Linked DNA regions of Mus musculus: all the other regions are linked to region 5. A link is a contact called in public HiChIP or PLAC-seq, Micro-C and promoter capture Hi-C data. All regions are on one chromosome and are shown on one strand. Each heading gives the region's core, a stretch centred on a gene start, on an enhancer-like site or on the middle of the called end of the contact. The rest is flanking DNA. Distances are from core to core; before and after follow the strand shown.

Evidence for each region. Promoter capture Hi-C pulls out the DNA fragments that hold promoters and counts their contacts. A called contact is a pair of places that touch in the nucleus more often than the background predicts. HiChIP or PLAC-seq counts read pairs in DNA pulled down with a chosen protein or histone mark.
Region 1: an H3K4me3 HiChIP or PLAC-seq map of embryonic basal ganglia shows a contact between it and region 5, with 5 times the contacts expected there. The contact joins the promoter of Gins2 here to the promoter of A330074K22Rik in region 5. A contact is called at or near these places in 15 of 39 promoter capture datasets (the 3T3-L1 cell line, 3T3-L1-derived adipocytes, the HPC-7 cell line and 9 more), 1 of 15 datasets of contacts at CTCF or cohesin (embryonic stem cells), 3 of 484 Hi-C or Micro-C datasets (cerebral cortex, muscle stem cells and spermatogonial stem cells), 14 of 115 datasets of contacts at active chromatin or transcription factors (bone marrow-derived macrophages, craniofacial prominence, embryonic basal ganglia and 11 more) and 2 of 9 other capture datasets (adipose tissue and embryonic stem cells).
Region 2: a contact with region 5 is called in an H3K4me3 HiChIP or PLAC-seq map of forebrain, with 4 times the contacts expected there. The contact joins the enhancer-like site here to the promoter of A330074K22Rik in region 5. A contact is called at or near these places in 9 of 115 datasets of contacts at active chromatin or transcription factors (craniofacial prominence, embryonic basal ganglia, embryonic forebrain and 6 more) and 1 of 9 other capture datasets (embryonic stem cells).
Region 3: a contact with region 5 is called in an H3K4me3 HiChIP or PLAC-seq map of embryonic forebrain, with 4 times the contacts expected there. The contact joins the promoter of 1190005I06Rik here to the promoter of A330074K22Rik in region 5. A contact is called at or near these places in 9 of 39 promoter capture datasets (the 3T3-L1 cell line, embryonic stem cells, hematopoietic stem and progenitor cells and 5 more), 1 of 484 Hi-C or Micro-C datasets (embryonic stem cells), 8 of 115 datasets of contacts at active chromatin or transcription factors (craniofacial prominence, embryonic basal ganglia, embryonic forebrain and 5 more) and 2 of 9 other capture datasets (adipose tissue and embryonic stem cells).
Region 4: a promoter capture Hi-C map of stem cell-derived epiblast-like cells shows a contact between it and region 5, with 2.6 times the contacts expected there. The contact joins the promoter of Cox4i1 here to the promoter of A330074K22Rik in region 5. A contact is called at or near these places in 11 of 39 promoter capture datasets (the 3T3-L1 cell line, the HPC-7 cell line, cranial neural crest and 7 more), 2 of 484 Hi-C or Micro-C datasets (both in embryonic stem cells) and 5 of 115 datasets of contacts at active chromatin or transcription factors (astrocytes, bone marrow-derived macrophages, embryonic basal ganglia and 2 more).
Region 6: a Micro-C map of embryonic stem cells shows a contact between it and region 5, with 3 times the contacts expected there. The contact joins the promoter of Klhl36 here to the promoter of A330074K22Rik in region 5. A contact is called at or near these places in 1 of 39 promoter capture datasets (liver) and 1 of 484 Hi-C or Micro-C datasets (embryonic stem cells).
Region 7: a contact with region 5 is called in a promoter capture Hi-C map of pre-B cells, with 3 times the contacts expected there. The contact joins the promoter of Irf8 here to the promoter of A330074K22Rik in region 5. A contact is called at or near these places in 4 of 39 promoter capture datasets (embryonic stem cells, liver, pre-B cells and 1 more) and 1 of 484 Hi-C or Micro-C datasets (embryonic stem cells).

The regions. Positions count from the first base shown.
Region 1 is chr8:120,587,742-120,590,441 of GRCm38.p6, forward strand. It overlaps Gins2 (GINS complex subunit 2 (Psf2 homolog)), which reads right to left and starts at 1,334. Exons shown (of 5, transcript NM_178856.1): 1 at 1,185-1,334; 2 at 984-1,098. The coding sequence starts at 1,274. It overlaps Gm10614 (a long non-coding RNA gene), which reads left to right and starts at 1,436. Exons shown (of 4, transcript XR_003947476.1): 1 at 1,436-2,313.
Region 2 is chr8:120,556,412-120,559,111 of GRCm38.p6, forward strand. All of the region lies in intron 2 of Gse1 (genetic suppressor element 1, coiled-coil protein), which reads left to right. Among named protein-coding and RNA genes, the nearest start is that of Mir7687, 19 kb to the left of the region's middle. Within about 2 kb of position 1,315, at least 47 of the 459 cell types and tissues checked have an H3K27ac peak or open chromatin away from gene starts, as enhancers often do. A contact at or near this core is called in forebrain, where this site is marked.
Region 3 is chr8:120,633,066-120,635,765 of GRCm38.p6, forward strand. 1190005I06Rik (RIKEN cDNA 1190005I06 gene) reads right to left here and starts at 1,325. Exons shown (of 4, transcript NM_197988.3): 1 at 1,203-1,325. The coding sequence starts at 1,289. All of the region lies in intron 1 of Gm27021 (predicted gene, 27021), which reads right to left.
Region 4 is chr8:120,666,779-120,669,478 of GRCm38.p6, forward strand. Cox4i1 (cytochrome c oxidase subunit 4I1) reads left to right here and starts at 1,447. Exons shown (of 5, transcript NM_009941.3): 1 at 1,447-1,577; 2 at 2,531-2,604. The coding sequence starts at 1,468. Gm27021 (predicted gene, 27021) reads right to left here and starts at 1,364. Exons shown (of 4, transcript NM_001308449.1): 1 at 979-1,364. The coding sequence starts at 1,200. Emc8 (ER membrane protein complex subunit 8) reads right to left here and starts at 1,309. Exons shown (of 5, transcript NM_010926.6): 1 at 979-1,309. The coding sequence starts at 1,200.
Region 5 is chr8:120,226,978-120,229,677 of GRCm38.p6, forward strand. It overlaps A330074K22Rik (RIKEN cDNA A330074K22 gene), which reads right to left and starts at 1,253. Exons shown (of 3, transcript NR_110496.1): 1 at 948-1,253. It also overlaps a transcript of Gse1 not described here.
Region 6 is chr8:119,860,894-119,863,593 of GRCm38.p6, forward strand. It overlaps Klhl36 (kelch-like 36), which reads left to right and starts at 1,412. Exons shown (of 5, transcript NM_146219.1): 1 at 1,412-1,554.
Region 7 is chr8:120,735,090-120,737,789 of GRCm38.p6, forward strand. Irf8 (interferon regulatory factor 8) reads left to right here and starts at 1,269. Exons shown (of 9, transcript NM_008320.4): 1 at 1,269-1,320.

The DNA of each region.
Region 1 (2,700 bases), core at 84-2,583, 360 kb after region 5:
ATTCTGTTGACCTCAGATCCCAGGACAGAGAGGCCTCCTGCACTCCTGACTGCTCCTCTCCATGTAGCAAAGGCAATAGAAGTCTGTTCCCCTGCTCCCCAACCCTGGCCAGCAGACACTGGGAAATGGACTCAGGCTTTGGGGGACAGGGGTGCTAAAGATGCCCCTCAAGGCACAGAAACTGGGGTCCCAGTTTCAAGACTATCAGAGTCACCAGACAGTGGTGGCGCACGCCTTTAATCCCAGCACTTGGGAGGCAGAGGCAGGCGGATTTCTGAGTTCGAGGCCAGCCTGGTCTACAGAGTGAGTTCCAGGACAGCCAGGGCTACACAGAGAAACAAAAAAAGACAAACAAAAACAAAACTTGTTTAAGGTTGCATCTCTGTTCCCCAATCCCTACCTGTACTGGCTAGTTTTGTGTCAACTTGACACAGCTGGAGTTATCACAGAGAAAGGAGCCTCCCTTGAGGACATGCCTCCATGAGATCCAGCTGTAAGGCATTTTCTCAATTAGTGATCAAGGGGGAAAGGCCCCTTGTGGGTGGTGCCATCTCTGGGCTGATAATCCTGGGTTCTATAAGAGAGCAGGCTGAGCAAACCAGGGGAGGCAAGCCAGTCAAGAACATCCCTCCATGGCCTCTGCATCAGCTCCTGCTTCCTGACCTGCTTGAGTTCCAGTCCTGACTTCCTTGGTGATGGAAGTGTAAGCCAAATAAACCGTTTCCTCCCCAACTTGCTTGTTGGTCATGATGTTTGTGCAGGAATAGAAACCCTGACTAGGACACCACCCCACCCCCAGACAGGGTTTCACTGTGTAGTCCTGGCTGTTTGTCCTGCACCTCCCTCTGTGGACCAAGCTGGCTTCAAACTCAGAGATCTTCCTGCCTCTACCGCCTCTAAAGAGTGCTGGGACTACAGGCGTGCGCCATCACTACAGCCCCCTCCCCGTACAAGCCCGCCCACCCGGGCCCGGGAATGCTCACCCACATCCATCCATTCCGGAGGTAACAGGCGGCACTTCTGTCTCTGTTTCAGGTTAATGGCCAGCCACAGGGGCACGTCCACGGGTAAGCCGGGGTTGAAGGGCCCCAGGTCCCCCTGCAAGGACAACGCAGACCCCAGGTGGAAAGGAGCGGTGACCCGAGCATGATCCCAGGCCGCCGCCCCGTACCGCCCTGGCTCACCCCGATCAGGTAGATCTTGTCCAGACTGAAGTTCGGGATGATAGTCACCAACTCCTTTTCGGCCAAAAACTCCACCTCGGCCGCATCCATGTTGAAGAGTAGGCGGCCCAGGCCCGTTACCGCCCCTCCGCGACTCAGAGGCAGCGCCTCAGGCACTTCTTTCCCGCCACCGCGCGGGGCCCGCCCCTCGAACGGAAGACGTCCTGCGGCGGCCCTATAGAGACGTTGCTCTCTTCGCAGCCTCCAAGTCACAGCTAGTACAAACTCGCGGATTGGTCTGTAGGCGGAGCTGTACGCCGGCCCCGCCCCTCTAAGGCCTACCGATGCCCTTTCCAGTACTTGGGCTCCACGCTTCCTGAATCCTGATCCAGCGAGTTACAGCCCTGACGGCCCCGCCCTACTACGTCACTACCCTCTCTAGGCCCCGCCTCTGGCCCGTCCGCTTTTTTTCATTGGTCTCCGGGTCTGCCTCGACTCCGCCTCTTGCCCGCCTACCACGCTCACGGCCCCGCACCTACCTCGTTTGGGTCGGGTCTGTACAGCCCCGCCTCTTGCTCCCGCCCCTCCTTCGTTCGGCCTCGCCCCTCCTGCGCCCGCCCCCTTCTGTCCACGAGCTGGAGGCTGTGTACTTATGGCTTCTTGCTCCTTTGCGTCCTGCAGCAGGCTGAGTCCCTCGCCTGATTCCACTCTTTGAGGGTAAAGGTTTGGAGCCGAGTTTTCACCTGCGCGAAACACAGATCCAGGAATAAACGCATTCATCTCAAAGTCAGCTCCGGGTCCCCGGACATGGCTGGCTGGTCCACACAGACGCCATATCGAAGGAAGTGTTTTCCCTTTAATTTTAGTCTTTGCCCTTTCTACAGATGGTTTAAAAGCAATGAAAATGCGCCTCCCCTATCTGCTCCATGCAGATCCTTCGAGACAGAGCCCAGAATCAGAACTTTGGCAAACCAAACCTCAGGTGAGACTACAGGGACAAGTTTGCACACGTATTATCATTCTTTTATTATTGTTGTTATTGCAATTGTGAAGATGGAACCCCGGTCCTCAAAAATGATAAGCACAGCCTCTTCCACTGAGCTATACCCTGGAGCCTGATGCCCTCAAGCCTTCTGTACAGAGTGCCTTGGTAAGCCAACAGCCCTAGAGTCCTTGCATTAATATGGCCCCACAGGGGCATTTTGAATCAGGAGTCTTGTGAGGACAGCTGAACTATTAATAGGCATTATAATCAGGGTGACTCTGGCAGGGTGCCAGCAGACCAGGGTAGCTCCTGGGGAGGAATAGGTCACCTACAACTGGTAAGGACAAGAGGGGCTGGATCTGAGTGTGAAACCCTCACCACTGGGCGCTGAGGTGAGGTGTAATCTTAGTATTCCATAGGTGGAAGCAAGAAGGATCACCAGCTAGGGACAGCCTGAGTCACTCAGCATTTCCTATCTCAAAAATAAAGATATGCAAGGATAGGGGCGTACTCTAATAGAGGGGTTACCCCCTGTCTTAGTCAGGGTTTCTA
Region 2 (2,700 bases), core at 65-2,564, 330 kb after region 5:
CTGCTGCCGACGTCTCTCTTCATGGTGTCTCAGGGGTGCAGTTGAAAAATTCAATCCAGACAACGCAATCAGCATGCCGCCTCATTTGCTCTGCCCCCTCCCCGCCAGAGAAAGGCAGAGGGGGAGGGAAGAGAAGCTAGCCCCTCCCAAGACCTCTGTGGGCCCCACAGGGGATATCCCAGGCTGTGGGCCCCATCCCATGTGGTAGTCGTAGTTAAGGCAAGGCCAAGGTTTTGCCAGAAGACGCTGGGATTCACCGGGCCAGGCCCAGTACACATCCTGGCACTTTTAATCACTTGCTGTGCCCTGGTGTGTTGGCTTAACAGTCTGAGCCTCAGCTTTTGCCCAGGGCCAGCAGGCCACCACTGGCAGTCTGTTGATCTAGTGATAGCATACAGAACGGAACACAGATCACGTAATTAAGTGCGGCCCCCATAACTGCCTTCCCAAGTGCTGTCGCTGGGGCTTCCCCAATTGTCCCCACCGCCATTTTCTAATCCTGTTGTCCCTGTTTATGCCCCACCCCACCCCAACTCCCTAAACTTGGCAACACCCAGGGTCAGCCATTGTGGGTCCCCACTGCTGTGGTCCCAGCCTGGCCAAGCCTAGGTAGCTGCTTGGCCCACTGTGGCCTGCCAGTGGTGCAGTGGGTGGGCTTCCAAGGAGGATGGAGGGCGGGGGGGAGCACCCTGACTTCTACCCTGGTTTCTGGAAGGAGCATTGGGCTGTGGATCCAGCCCAGCCCCCAGGCTGGACCCCTGGGTCTGTCCTGCCCTGGCTTCTTAAGTTACTACTATTACTGTGGACTCTGAATAATGTCCCCAGGGTGCTCAGCTGTCCTGAAGCTGCCTCCATCCACGTGTGGCTGGCAACATTGTAGCTCCAGTCTTTGTAGAGGCTAGGATCCAGTCTTTCCTCCAAGTAGCGCTGCCCCTCCCCCCAGAGGCCCTTAAGCCTCTTTAAGATTCCATCTTTCCCTGTGCTGGGAGCCCAGCTTGGCGGGTGTTGAGCACTCCTACCAGCCCTGTCTATCATGCTGCCCTGGTGGGGGGTGGGGGGGACGGGGGTGTTTCTGTCTTTCTGTGACATTAGCCCAGCTGCCTTGAAGGCAAGGGTCCCCCAGATTGCTCAGTGGGCTTAGTTAAGTTACTTTGAGTAAAGGGGTACTGGGAGCTTCTGGGATCTTACACCCAGAGCCACGTCTCAAGCCACCACCAGCCTGGCCCCATCTGAGGTTCTCAGAGCAGAGAGGCTCTTTGGCCTCTGTGAGAGCAAGCTGTAAGAGTCCCCGCCACAGCCCCCACCTGTGCGAGATGAAGCTGGGTGCTGCTGCCAGGCAGGGCCCAAGCTGTGTGGCAATCTGCTCATCTCCCACGGGGCCCTGGTGCCGTCTGCCGAGGGGGGTGGGGGTGCGACGGTAGCCCACATGTCCCTGGCTGATCGGTAGAAGACCCACACAGCACCAGAGCTGTGTGTACCCTCAGTTCCAGTACACCCGGGGCCTTGGGCCCCCTGTTTCCCAGGAAGCACATGGGGGAAGAGCCGCCTTATACCTGGCTATTCGCCACTTTGTCACCTGTGGGGACAAGGGTAGCTTAGAGCTTTTAAGCTTCTGATTAGACATCCCTAGTGCTCTGAACTTTCCGGAAATCTTTGCCACCTGCCGGCCCTGTAACCAAGGGGCGTCAAGTTACCATGGGTGGTGGATGAAACCCACCCAGCCCCTGAGAGGCAGAGGCTGGGGACCATCCCTCTGGGTTTGAGTCCAAGCAGCCCCCCCCCCCCCCCCGCCTGCATGTCTGCTACAGGGTGGGCTGGGTGCAGGCTGAAACACACCCTGGGTTCATCTCCTTGGAAATCTGCCTCTTTCAAAGAAAACAACCAAACAAATGGCCTGCCTGCCTGCCTGCCTGCCTGCCTGTCAGTCTACAGCTGGCAAGGTGGAGGCATCTTCGCGGGGTGTCTGGAGCCCCATCTGCCTGTGTCTCAGGTGTGAGCAGCGGGGCTAGCTATTGTGGAGGAGAGAGACCAGGATGGGGAGGGAGAACCACCCAGAGTCCAGAGCCACAGCTGGCCCTGAGGTGACAGGAGGTGAGCAGGGTGTATGGACATCAGGATGATGGTCCTTCCTTCTCCACCCCTCTTACCACCTCTCCTTCCTTCCTCTTTCTATCCCCCATCCCACGCCCACCCCCACACAATCTTCATAGTGTCCTAACACGGCAGTGGCAGTGGGACAGAGCTCAGCTCCAAGGGATCCTCACTGGCTCCTGCCAGCCTCAGTTCTCAGGACTGGTGCTGTGGTTGGTCACGGCACGTTCTTTGCCCAACAGGTGTTACTGGAAAGTTAGTTTCTCTCAAGTCACAGCCCCTTCCTGACTGCTGACTGGGGTTTAACGGCACCGCCACCAGCCCCGTTCCCTCGCGGATGGACACTGAGGCCACCCAGCCTCCAGACCTGTGACATGCGTGAAGACACACTGGCAGAGCAGGAGAAGAGTCCTGTCCGGCAGCATATGGCCACCCCGTGGTTCAGTTTCACTGTCTCCTCAAAGCTGCATATCATGGCGGATACCTCTGCTGGAACTTCCTGCTGCACGCCTGGCTATTTGTGCTACACTCTGGGGGCTCCAGAGCACTTCCCTGCCTGGTGTTTGTCACTGTGCCCTTGGTCCTAGGTCCCCTTCGCTGCCAGTTCCT
Region 3 (2,700 bases), core at 75-2,574, 410 kb after region 5:
GTGAGTGTGAAGACAGCCAGCTCAGGAGCAGGTCTGGCACAGGCCAACTGCTGGCTAAGCACTCACATCTCCGCGTCCTCAGCCCAGGAGGACGAGTTGCTTTGTAAGTGACCTACACCTCCCTAGGGGACGCACACTCCGGCCTGGTGTGTGCCCACCAGCTGAGGCCTTCCAGGGACAGATTAGACACAGCTTTCCACGGCCTTGGGGCTGGTGGAGGGATTAAGTCTTTCCATAAATATACAGCCTTTCTCCTGTGCAGAGGACCCGGACCTGAGGGAGGGGGGACCACGAAGGGGACCAAGCTACATTGTGTCCTGACTAGGAAAGGGATCTGGATAGGCAAGAGGTGCTTTCAGCTGCTAGCACAACCAGAGAGGTGTCTCAGGCTGGAGAGAGACATCAGAATCTGCCACACAGGAGAAGCCGTCTGGGACTCAGTTTCCTTGTCTGTAAAACAGGGCGTGTTCTAACATTTCTCTACTCTCTCGGGAACGACTCCTACATTGCGCTGCACCGTTCTCTTGGCAAAGGCCAGAAGTCCTTCCTGCCCTCAGAGTCCCCAAGGGGAGCTGCGGGTCCTCTTTTTAATAAGCGCCCTCCCCAGATCTGCCAGGGCCAGCCCTGCCAAGAGAAGTGCCTGCTTCGAGCGGGTCGCCCTTTGCGGTCGCGAAGCTGCTTTGATGTACTGGGCGCCCCTAAGCGAGGCAGCTCATCAATAATACATTGGAAACACTTGGTGGAGGGAAGCGGTTCCTCCCGAGGCCTCCTGCCCCCACCTTGCCCGACTGCTCGGCAACCTGACAACCCAGCCGGGTGCAAAGAGGGGCCTGAGGCTGCCACGCGCGGGACACGCCCCCGCCCGATGTCAGACACGCGGCCAGAGGAGGCCGAGCTGATCAGCGAAGTCTGCAGGAAGTTGTGGGACGCCAGGGTCCAAAGGGTCCCCCATCACTCTGGAGTCCCCACCACCTTGGGGTCTCCACAGGCCACCCCTCCCCCGTCTCCACCCCACCCCATGCTCCCTACCCTCCCGGGTTCCCCAACCCGGGTCTCCACCGTCTCGGATTCCCCACCTCGGGGTCCCCTTGGTCCCAGATCTCCACGATCCTGGGGTCCCTCGTCCTGGGTCCCTATCCCAGGTCGCCAAAACCCAGGTCCCGGTGCGTCCGCCGTGGCGCGCACGGCGCGCGCACACTCACCGCTTCCTGGGGCGCGCTGGGCGCGGACGCTGGCGGCCGTGAGGGACACCAGGCGACGCGCTTGCAGCCGTGGGCCGCGGGGGTCATGGCCCGGCCTGCTCTGCCTGCAGCCGCGCTTGCCTCGGCCCCCGCCCGGCACCTGGAGGGCGGCGCCGCCCGGGCCGCTCCGCCCCGCAGCCCGCCCAGGGCTCAGCCACAACCCCTGCCGCCGCGCCTCCCTGCCCGCCTCCCCCACCGCAGCCGCGCTCCCGGCACCGGGCAAAGTTTGGGCATCGGCCGGCTGTCCCCGGTTCTGTGGAAGGAAATGGGGAGCCCGGCTCCGCCTCCTGTGCAGAGACGCAGAGGTAACGCCCCCGGCTCGTCGCTGCAGTTGGGAGGTTCAGGTGGCATTGTGACTCCCGGGCTTCCCCGCTGCTGGGTTCTGGCATTTTGACTGGCCACGTGCCCCCGCCTGTCACAGCTGGCAGAGGACCTGAGGGTGAAGACTCAGAGGCCTCGGGCTGCCGCCTCCCCACTCCCTATATCATGATTACTTTTGTATTATTTGAGATAGGGCCTCTTGTAGCCCACACAAGGCTGCCCTTGAACCCCTGATCCTCTGACCTCTATCTCCTAAGTGCTAGGATTACAAGCTTGGGGCCAATGCCTAGCCACCTTTATTTTTATGTTTTTGATGTCATGGCTTCCCCGTACCCCTCCTCCATACATCCAGCAAGTATCCACCACTGAGCCATACACCCACACCCTTTCAATACCCAGGTGTGGCTTCCAGCCCTGTCTCTTTTTCTTTTCTTTTCTTTTCTTTTTTTGGTTTTTCGAGACAGAGTTTCTCTGTATAGCCCTGGCTGTCCTGGAACTCACTTTGAAGACCAGGCTGGCTTCGAACTCAGAAATCTGCCTGCCTCTGCCTCCCGAGTGCTGGCCAGCCCTGTATCTTAATGGTTCTCTCATGGGACCCTCCTCAATGCCCCACGCACCTGCCTAGATCAATTCTTTGTCGCAAGTCTGTAGCGTGTGGCCACTCTACCAGCCTCAGGTCTCCGTACCCCCGGGCTGTGTATGTTTCTAATGACTATAAGGGGAAACTGAGTCCAGGGCAGGAAAGTGGAATTCCTGCGGTGGATACACAGGTACGATCCTACTATGAACCATCACTAAAGAAAAATGCAGTGACATTTCAGACCCTGGCTTTGTTAAGGCCACAGGGATAGGAGATGGATCAAATATTCTTCAGAATTCCAGCAGAAGTGGGTAGGATAGCCCATGTCCCACCTTCCCCAGGCAACATGGGGCCTGCCCTGGCTTGAGCCCCCAGGTCCTCGTGTGAAGTGGGCATTCCTGGGCCAGCACTTTGTGCCTGCCTGCCATGTCTGTCTCCAGGCATGAACCAGGATGGGCGGAAGTGTTTAGGAGCTGGAGCAGGGCGTTTGCTGTGGTCTCCAGCTTCACAACACAGCATGTTACATCACCTCCCCCAGCCGTGCCCCTTCTCTGGAAC
Region 4 (2,700 bases), core at 197-2,696, 440 kb after region 5:
TGGTAGTGCACACCTTTAGACCTAGCCTCAGGAGATGGAGGCAGGCTGGTCTGTGTGTAGGACGCCAGCCTGGTCTACAGAAGAGTCCCAAACTCGGCAAGGCCACAAGAGTGAAACCCTAACCCTCTCCCCCAGAAAACAAAAGAAACAGAAATCAAGGAATGCGAGTCGCGTCGGTAATCCCAGTTCTCAGGAATCTAGAGCAGGAAGTGCTGGGAGTGCCAGGCTAGCATGGGGGGCTACATTCAAAGCAAGTCTCCGATTCAATGCAGTCATTTTGGTGGGAGAGGGGGAGACAGGATTAGCATTCCCTCCTAGGCCAGCTCAGATTTTTAACTTCAGAGCTCATTCTGAGATGTAAATGAGGCTGTGGGGAGACTGGGTGGTTACGGGTCTGATCTGTTTCTCAGGTGCGTCAGGACTGCACCTGAGAGCGCTTCCAAGATGTAGTAAGCAGCGCCTGACCATATCAGTCCAGGGCTTTATAAAGGCAAACCGCAGAGTTAGAATTCCGGGTCTTGCAAATGTCTCTTAAGCAGAGAAACCGAGTTTGATTACAAGCGCAGAAACAGCAGTCCGTATTATAACCTATAATCTTGCTAAAACAGCAAGTCTGGGGCAAAAAAATCGGCAAGTGGACCCACAAAATACAAAAACAAACAAACAAACAAAAAAACCTCTGTAAAACTAGAGATTTACATGCTATAGGCATTTTTTTCTTTGTGGCCTCACAAACACATTAAGTTTAAACTTTAAACGTTACCTATCCCAGATCTCACTAATGTAGACCAGGCTGGCCTCGAACTCTTGCCTCCCCATCTCGAGTGCTGGTTTTAAGGACGTCCACCACACATTCGAGTTTCTCGGTCATCTTACAAAACCTCGAGAGCTCCCCGGGAGCAGCCGCAGCGTCCCGCGAAGGGCGCCCGACTCCGCCCGGCCCGGAACCCCGCGCCGCGGCCTCGACCGCGAGCTTACCAGGGTGAGCGCCACCTCCAGCATGGGCGTCAGAGCCAGCGTGCCGTGGAAGAGCGGGATGCAGTCCACGAAGAGCGTGTGGCTGCCCGCTCCGGGAGGATGCTCCTTGCGCGGCCTCTGCCTCTCGGCCACCAGGAGCCCGTTGACGGCGCAGTGCGGGTACTTGGCGCCGTGGAGCACCATCTTGCAGTAGGCCTGCGTAGTCAGCTTCACGCCGGGCATCGCGACCCACGCACCGCGGTCCTCCGCCACGACCCTCCGCTGCACGCCGTGACGCTCTCGCACCTCCGGCCGCGGCCTCCCGCCTCAGCCGGTCGGCCGGAAAACGTCTGCCGGAAAGCAGCTGCTACCCGCTCGGCCTTTCGCGACAGTTACCGCCCCGCCCCGCCTCGTCCTGCCCCGCCCTGCCCCGAGCCGCGCCGCCCCGCCCCGCCCCGCCCCGCGCTCTGAAACGGACGGGCTTGGGGCGGGGCTTCCCTGATTCCCGCGATGCTTCGCGGCTCCGTCTTGGTCTTCCGGTTGCGGGCCCCGTTCTTCCGGTCGCGAGCACCCCAGGGTGTAGAGGGCGGTCGCGGCGGTCGCCTGGGCAGCGGTGGCAGGTGACGGCCTTGGACGGCGGGTGAGGGTGGCACGGTCGGGGGCCCGAGGACCTGGAGCGCCGGGGCCGGGAGCGGTGCCTCCGAGACGCCCCCGGACCCGGGACTTGAGCGGCTCGGTGACCTTGGGGCGCCCGCTTCCCCGAGCGGGTCTGTTGTCTCGGGTCCCCGCTCCGGCCTGCCGGGCACCGGGCGTTCCCGCTGTGCCAGGCCCGAGGGACAGCGACCTGAGCCCTGACGTCACGCTACGGTTTCTGCCGCCCCGGGCGTTGATTTTTTTTTTCCCGGGCTCGGACGTTCTTTCTCGGGGATCGAATCTCAGGGGTTGTGCTACAGTGAGGCGTGGGGCTCGGGTCGCTGGGGCGGGTGACAGGGTCATCCAGGTCGCCTGCGGGACGCAGGAACGGGAAGCGGGCCAGGGCCTGAGCCTGGGCGGCCTCCTCCCGCTTGCCCTTCGCAGTCTCTGTACAAGTCAATTTTTAAAATAAAACTCAGTCGCAGGAGGTGTGCTACCGTGCTATCTATCTATCTATCTATCTATCTATCTATATATCTAGTTCTAGCAGTTTCAGTCATTTTTGTCTTTCTAGTTAATTTTTTAAGAAGCCGGATTTATAGTCATTGGCCAAAGCCATGTATATTACAGCCCTTGGCTTGATGTAAGGAAGTTCACCCTGTGCCTTCGCATCAGTAATAAAAACCGGATCCTGGGGGCATGCCTCTGGCCTGTAATGCCGGCTCTTACGAGGTAGAGGAAGGTAATAGTGGAAGCTTTCAGGCCAGTCCGTGCCTTAAAAAGTTGATGAAATCATTACCAAAAAAAAAAAAAAAAAACATTTAACATTTCGGGGGATAAGTTGCATTTACTTCCTTAATGTTTTGCCGCAAAAAGACTTTGGCTAAAAGGTGTTTGCTGTCATTGTTAAGAGGTATAAGGGTTTTTTTTTGTCTTTCAGAATGTTGGCTTCCAGAGCGCTGAGCCTGATTGGCAAGAGAGCCATTTCTACTTCGGTGTGCCTTCGAGCACATGGTGAGCAGGACTTTCACTCCCTTCCCTGCCCTTTTCTTTCTCCTCCCTTTGGTTTTTCATGACAGGGTTTCTCTGCATGGCTCTGGCTGCCTTGGA
Region 5 (2,700 bases), core at 3-2,502:
TTGACACCCCACCCCAGTTGATTCTGGAGCTCTGGAATGTTAGGGATTCCCAAGAGGCCCTTCCTCCTGCTCATTTGGAGGGGGGGGGGAGCAGCCTTATTTACATGTCAGCTCACCAAGTGGTGGCAGTGGTGGTGGTGGGGCTCCTGCCTTTGGGGTTCAGGCACCATCTCCAGCTGGCAGGGTAGACAGCTGGAAGCTTCTGGAAAGTAACTGCTCACAGTTTTGAAGCTTTGAGGGCTCCTTTTACAGATGGGAGACGATTGCTTAGTGACCCAGCCTGAGCCAAAGGGCACCATCTGTGTGTGTGTGTGTCATACATGTGTGTGCCTGTGTGCCTAGGAGGCGCCAAGGACAGTCTCCAGCAGCTTCTGGGTGACAGGGGCCAGATGTCTGCCTGGGGAGGCCACATACTCCTAGCAGAACCCTGCTGCCTGGGTCTGAATCCTGCCTGGCCTCTTGAGTCATAAAATGAGGGGCATCCCACACTTGCTTCTTGTGGGGAAGTAACTAAGAGGCATGTAACAGCTCTGAACTTGGCCTGCAAAGGGTTTGTCTCTGCATTAAATAACTACAATGTATCTGCATACAATACACTAAGTCCTGGATATCTGTGGTCTCAGCAGGAACACTTTAACAAGAAGGAAAAGGGCACAGAGAGGTTGAGTCCTTAGTCCCAGGACACACAGTACCCTTCTTACCTCTACCCCTAGGGTGATCTGGTGGGCCCTGTCCAGTCAGAGGGAGGGGGAGAGGGGAGATAGGCTGGGAGGACTTTGTCTCCAGGGTGATGCAGGAGACAACTCCTCTTTCCTCTGTCTTCAAAACTAGGGCACTGGGCTTAGAAAGGTGACCCCCAACCCTGGGCTGCTGAAGGGCCAGGACCTCCCCAGATCTTGGAGGGGGGTTACCCTTCCCAAGCCTCCCTAGACACCCATCGTCCTCACCTGGCACTAGCGCGTCCGGCTTGACCTTTTCTTAAAGATCAGCGGCAGCGGCTGATGGGTTTCGTGGGTCCCAAAGGAGACCCTTCAGACAGCCCGAGCCACGGGCTGCAGAGCCCCTAATTGGAGCAATGAATCACCGCGGGCTCCTGCTGGACACAGAATAGACAGAGGAGCTGGGGCCTATTGTGCCATAGTTTGGGACACAGGGGGGTGAGGGGGTAGGAGAGGGTGGGGAGAGAGGAGGAGGGGGTGGAGGAGGGGGTTGGGGAAGAGAAGAGGTCAGGGGAGGAGGAATCGAGAGGAGAGGATGAGTCAGAGGAGGAGGGGCGGAGAGAGGTAAGAAGAGGAGGAGGATTAGAAGGAGGAGGAGGAGGTAGGGGAGGAGAGGAGGGAGAGGAGGATTAGGAGAAGGAGGAGTCCGAGTCAGGGGAGGAGGAGCCTGGGAAGAGGCGGGCAGCAGGGCGGCGCGAGGGAAGGCTTCTCCGCCTCCGCCTCCCTCCCGCGCCCTCCGCCCCGCGCCGCCCCGCCTCCCTCCTCCCCAATTAAATGACCCGACGCTCGGGCCGGCGCCGGAGCTCGCACATGCGGCCGCCGCAGCCGCCCGGGGCCCGTCGCCACCGTCGCCACCGCCGCGTTCCGGGCGCGCTCTCCGGCGCCGCCTGGGCCCGCGCCGCCACCCGCCGGGACTCGGCAGCCCCGGGCACCGCCGCGGAGACCCTCGGTGCGCCCCGGGCCGCGTGCGCGCCGCCGCGCGCCAAACTTTGCGAGTTGGGCGCGGGGCCTCGGTGCGCGCGGCCCGAGCAGCGGCAGCCGCGGGGCGCGCGGAGGCGGACGCGGCGGCCGGGCCATGAGCGGCCGGGCGGCGCCGCTCTCCCGTAAGCAGCGGCTCATGGCAGCGGCGGGCGCGGCCCTGTCGTGCTTCATCTGCGGCGGCGGCATCGCGCGCGGCAAGGAGCTGAAGCTGCCGGTGAGGCCGGCGGGCCCCGCGCAGCCCTTCTTCCCGTTCCTGCAGCAGCAGGAGCCGGCGCCCGGCGCGCGCGGGCTGAGCGCGACCGATGGCTGCGTGCTGGTGTGCGCCGTGTGCCGCTGCTTCCTGGCCGAGCAGTGGGCCGCCTTCGAGCGCGCGCGCACGCCCGTGGACAAGCGCGTGTACTGGCTCAAGAGGCCGCATCAGTGCGACGCGAGCGCGGCTGGCCGGCGCGGGGCCCGCGAGTGGAACACCGAGGACGCGCGCGACTCGGAGCTGTCGGAGCTGTCGGACGCCGACGCGCTGCCCGAACCGGAGCCCGAGCCCGAGCCCGAGCCCGAGCCGGAGCCGGAGCCTGAGCCCGAGGATGCGCACGACTCCAGCAAGTCCGGAGCCCGGCGCCGGCGCACGGGGCCAGGGGCGCACTGGGCTCCGGAGCCGCGAGCCAGCGTGCTGAGGGGCATCCAGGAACCCTGGCCCGGCCCCGCTGCGCCCGACGGCACGGACGGCGCCGCCTCCAGCCGGCCCGCGGCGCCCCCAGAGCGCAGTAGCACCCCCGAGGGCAACGACGTCGCCGGGAGCCTCGGGGACGAAGGGCTGGAGCGGCCTCCCCGGATACCCGCGGACAGCCAGGCCCGCTGTTGCTACGTCTGTGGCTCGGCGCTGTCACCGGCCTCGCAGCAGCAGATCCACGTGCAGAAGCAGGAGACTCCCGCCCAGGCGCCCTTCTTCCCCTTCCTGTGGCTACATAGCCCCCCGCCCGGCGCCCAGCCCATCACTGAGGCG
Region 6 (2,700 bases), core at 162-2,661, 370 kb before region 5:
ACCCAACACCTCAGGTACTAATATGAAGGTACACGTTATTAAAATAGCTTATGTTAGGCTGTCTATGACAATAAGCTGAAGCAACAGTAGAACTGTTTAATCTACCTTAAAATTCTTAAAAATTCTAGGTAAATTTAATAGATAATAGGCATAAATGTATACTCTCATGGTATACAACTAACAATATTCTCATTTCAAAACTTTTTTATCATCTTCCCCCAAAAGTCCCTAATTTTCCTTTGTTAACGGTCCCAACCCCCTCACCCCTGGCATCCTCTACCATGCTTCTTGGCTCTCCCGCTTTCCTGTTTGAACGTTTTACTTATGCATTTCGTTTTCAAGTGGTTTGCTTTTCTGAGACGTCTCTCTGTGAAGCCCAGGCTGGCCTTGAACTCTTTATCTTCCTGCTTCAGCCTCCCAAGAGCTGAGATGACAGCTGTGTGCCACCAAATGCAGCTGGGAGTGTCCTTCGTGTCTAGATTCTTTCACGTAGAGGAACCTCTTCAAGGTTCTTCCAGGCTATGAGTGACGTTTGATAACTATTAGATGAATTAACAATGATCTAAGATCAACAGATGTTTACTGAGAGGGTATGTACCTGCCATAAAAGCCCAGCAAGGATTGTAACGTTTGTTGGACAGCTTCGAGTGGAGAAGAAAGAGACAGAGAAAAAGAGAGCCGCAAAAGCTCTAGAGAGTGAGAGAACGAGAGAGTGAGACAGAGACAGAGAAACAGACAGGCAGAGGAGAGGGAGGGAAGAAAAAGGAAAGAATTATTTAAAATATTTTGAATCGACTTGGTCAAAGTTGAGGGGAGTGGTGGTTGAGGCTCTGGGTTTAATCTCCTGAGCTTGGGGGGGGGGGGGCAAGTAATAATAATAGACTGGGATAAAGGTATGGAGAAAGCAGAAAGCGGGCCAGAGTGTAGGGGGTGTGGCTGTTAGCAGAGTAGTCAACAAAGGCCTCTTGACAGAATCAGTGAGCAGAAGCCAAGGGAAGATGAGGAGGATACAGCCTTCCCGGAGTTCCCGACCCACCCTGAGGTTTGTCCCACGGAGCCACCTCATATCCTGGAGCCTGGGACGTGGGCGCCAGCAAGCTTCTGCGGCGCATGCCTGACCTACTTAGGGGACAGCCAGGCACCATCAATAGTAAGGGACCCTGGGTGTCTCTTACAGATCTTGACCAGCTCAGCTCCTTCCCATCCACAGACCCCGCCCCTAAGGCTACACCTCCTGCCTCCCGCCTCCTCAGGCCCCGCCTCTGAAGCTGCACTCCGCCTTCACAGGCCTGCCCCTCAGGCGAGGCTCCGCCCCTTATCCTGCAGACCCCGCCTTTCGCCCGCCTGCCGGCCCCGCCCCCCAGCCGCCATTGACAGTGTAGGCTCGCACTTCCTTGCAGAGGGATGGCTGCGCTTCGGGCGGGCCCGGTAGCCCCGCAGTGTGCGCTGCTCTGGTAGCGGCTCGCAAGCGGGCGCGATCCGGGCTCGCGGGTGCACAGGTGCGGCCCACGCCTCCCTCGGCGCCTCAGCACCTTCGGGGCGGGACGCGGGACGGTGAGTGCCGCCTGGGCTCCGTGCTGGCTCCCGGGGATCCCGGGTGGGGGGGCTCTGGCTCTGCACCTTCACCACACCTGCTTGCACGCAGCTAGGCGCCACAGACATGGTCCGGGAGACTAAGGCGAGCCTGGCACTGGAGAACTCTCTCTAGATTCCTTGGCCTAGAAAAGAAAGCTTCCAGACAGTGAGGAACTAGAGACCTGGCTGGCCGCCCTAAGTAGATGGGCAGAGAGGGTATCTATGTTTTCCTGTCTGTGACCTTGGGTGGGCCCCTCGGCCACCTGCCCACCCACGGTGCGATTTTAGCCCTGTGGGAACAGTGGTGCCCATTCTCACACCGCCAAGGTGAACCGGGAGAATCAGGGGTATGCAGTAATTAGATGCTGATTGGTACCTTTCTCTCTGGGCCCCCAGCAGCTGGGAGAGTTCCTGCCTGGATACAGCTTAGTCACAAAGTTACTAGTTTTCTGGAAAAGATTCAGTTGTGTCTTCTTTCCCAGAGAGAGCGGAACAGGATGGAATGTCCGGACTTCTTCCTCCATGGGAACACTGGAGCCCCCTCGCTCTCCCCATTTATCTCAGAACCAGCTGACTTATCTTTAGCAGAGACTCTTTGTTCAGTAGGAAACAAAATGATTCTTCGTGTGGGTTCAGCAGAACTGGGAGGGGGGGGGAATTTGTCTTGTAGCTCCAGCCCATGTTGGTTTTATAAGGAAAAGGGGGTAAAGAATTGAGACAGGAAAAGACAGACTCTTCTCCACGGGCTGTTAATGAAACAAGCGAGAGGCTGCACTTTCCAGCCTTCTAGAAAGAGAGGGGCTTTTGGGAGGAGGGAGGCTTTGGGAGTTGTAAGTAGGGGACTTGCAGGTGTTAGCTCCCACCCCAGAAGATAGAGGGATAAGCAGAATTTCTCTGAATTTAGCCCAACAGGTTTATTCCTAACTGGGTGTCCCCTGCCAGTGTCCGCCTAGACTTCCAAGTCCTCCAAAGCCTGCCTCATAGTTAAAAGACTATGGGACATCGTGTGTCAGGTCTATAGATTTGATCAGAAAGGTCAGCACAGCAGTATTGCTCGTGTTTGTGTGAGAGCACAGACCTCAGGGGAGGTTTCTCCTTGTGGATTCCTCCCTCCTATGACCAGAC
Region 7 (2,700 bases), core at 19-2,518, 510 kb after region 5:
CTGAGCGTGTCTGACTTCTGGACTCTGCCCTTCACAGCAAACACTTATTAAAACACTCCCATATTACTATTAAAGAATTTGAGCTGGACTATGGTGGCACACACCTTTAATCCCAGCCCTTGGGAGGCAGAGGCTAGCAGATCTCTGTGAATTTGAGGCCAGCCTGGTCTAGTTCGGGGACAGCCAGGGCTACAGGGAAACCCTGTCTTGGAAAACAAACAATAAACCCAATAATAATAGTAATAAAACAAATGAGCTTTGAAAAGTAGTTTTCATTTGAAATTCCTTGGCTCCAGGGAACTCCACTTGGCTTTTGACTGTTGGATGGTATTTATCATTGAACTAATACCCGGTAATGTCTTAAGTGCCTTTCAGGTATACCACAATGCTCATCAGGATAAACTAGAGTTAGAAGGTTCTGTTTGGAAAATCCTTATTTGAATTCGTATTTATTTGAAACCTAGCCGTATACTTCTTGTATTTGTGGACCAATCAAAAATTCTTGTCGCGGCTCCAACGTTTTCCTAAGTATTTTAAAAGCCAGACGGGTGAGAGTCCTGTAAGCGTGGCCGCAGGTGTGTAATTGGGCAGCCTGCAACGAAAGTCCCTCTCGACCCTCACCTAAGGCTCCCCGCTCCCACATCCTACTCAGGTTGGGAACAGGCTCGACCGGGCTCCTGACATCACTGGGGGACACAAGGGAACCGATAATGCGTAGCCTTCCTGGGGGCATCCCAGCCTCAGCGCTCGCGACTCCCCTGGTTTCCCAGATTTCCTGCGCAATTTCAGGCGGTCATCCTCCATCCAGGAGGGCGCGCTGCAAGTGGCTGTCACCCAGCACGCAGCTCTGGGACTGGTCTTTGCTCTGAAACTCCAGCCTGAGCAGCTGACACTCAGGGTGCCCCTGGACACGTGCCCGGGACAGAGGCTCTCCAAACCTGAACGACACCCCGAGGATGATCCGTGCATCACCAGCCTCCTTGACCTTAGGCAGACGCCCCAGCCCCCCGGCCATTTTTGGGGCAGCCCCCTCCCCCGCCGCCCCCGGAGTAAAGAGAGAAAAGGACTCCACGGGGTCGGGGACGTGCAAAAGTGATTTCTCGGAAAGAGAGCGCTTCAGAGAAGGCGGATTTGGCAGGCTGCGCTGATTGGGCCGCGCCAGCGCCCCTCCCGCTCCTCAATTAGCTCGCGCGACCGTCGCTCTGCGCGCGGGACCCGCCTTCTCCCCCGCCCCATCTATAAAAGCAGGCGCGCGCGTACGGGCCTCCAGGAGCCCGCGGGCGGTCCCGGAGGCGCGGGCAGCGTGGGAACCGGCGGCAGGTAGGACGCGATGGGGTGGGCGCGGGGGCCGGGGCTGTGGCTCTCCCACCTTCGCCCAAACGGAGTGCACAGCACGTTAGCAGGTGCTTGCTCTGGCTGCTCTCCAAAAACAACAACAACAACCAACAACAACAACAACAACAAAACCCAACCAAATGAACAAACACCTCTCCCTTTAAAATCTGCCTGATGGCCAACTTCATAATGAAGAGAAATAGATCTGCCAATCACCGCGCGGCAGCCCGGCTTCCATGCATGAACTATCCAAAGCTCGCGACTGGGCTCGCCCAGGGACCGACTGGCTTTGATTCTGACTAGTGGCAATCTGATTGCCCAGTGGCGCTGGACTTCTCTGATTGTCCAGTGGCCCAGCTGGCCCCGGAAGGAAAGTCTTCCGTGTGGGTCCCACACAGCTCTCAAGACCAGATTTGCTGTGAGCTTGGCCCCAGGCTATAGGGGCAGACTTTTCCCCTGGTGAGAAAGATTACTTACCCACAGCCGGGAAGGGCGTTCAGGGGGTAGAAACTAATAGAAACCATTCACTAGAATCTTAAAATGGTAGATCACTGTTTTGTTTGTTTTTGTTTTGTTTCTGATACAGGGTATCACTCTGTAGCCCAGGCTCATTCCAATGAGCTCCCGGTTATCCGCCTACCTCTTCTGAGTGTTAGGATTTCAGGCGGAGCTTGGGGGGTGCCCAGGTGCTCAATGGCCCTGTTTTTTTCTTTTAAAGTCAAACGATAAGAGCAGTTTCGTGACAGTTCTAGGTTTGTCCCTTTAAGTTATGGCAGGCTCCTTCATGAAGAACTGGGACCGATTCAGTGTCCCTGAGGAAGCTTGGGGCCAGAAAGAGATGGGTCTGTGATGGATTTCCGTTCAGTGGTGGTCAGACTGTGGCCCAGGGCTGAATGAAAGGGATTACGGTGTGGTGTGAGCCCCGCCAAACATGGCTGGTGCAGATGTTGACAGCTGTGTTAGGCGAGCCTCTGTCCCCTGCCTTGTGAGAAGCCTGACCTAAGACACGTTGCTCTAGATGTAAGTTAGCTGTAGGCAGGATTGGGCCCACAGGGAATGCTGCCTCAAAATCAAGAAGAGGAAGCTAGAATCATGTGAGCGTGTTTATAAACCATTAATTGTCCATAGTTGTAAGAGAGTCAGGCTATGCCTGTCTAGGACCTCAGATTGGCCTCCAAGGCAATAGAGGAGATTGTCCAGGTGCTGAGAGCCGGACCCTGTCAGGTGTTCTTTCATCTGCAGAATGAATGAAAGAAAGCATCCCTTCTGTGTGTACTGTCACTGGCAGGGTGCTGGCAGTTTGTGCTGTGCCTGCCCAGGGGATGGTGGTCCCTCCCAGTCTCTCCCCCTTCCGAGTGTAGAAGA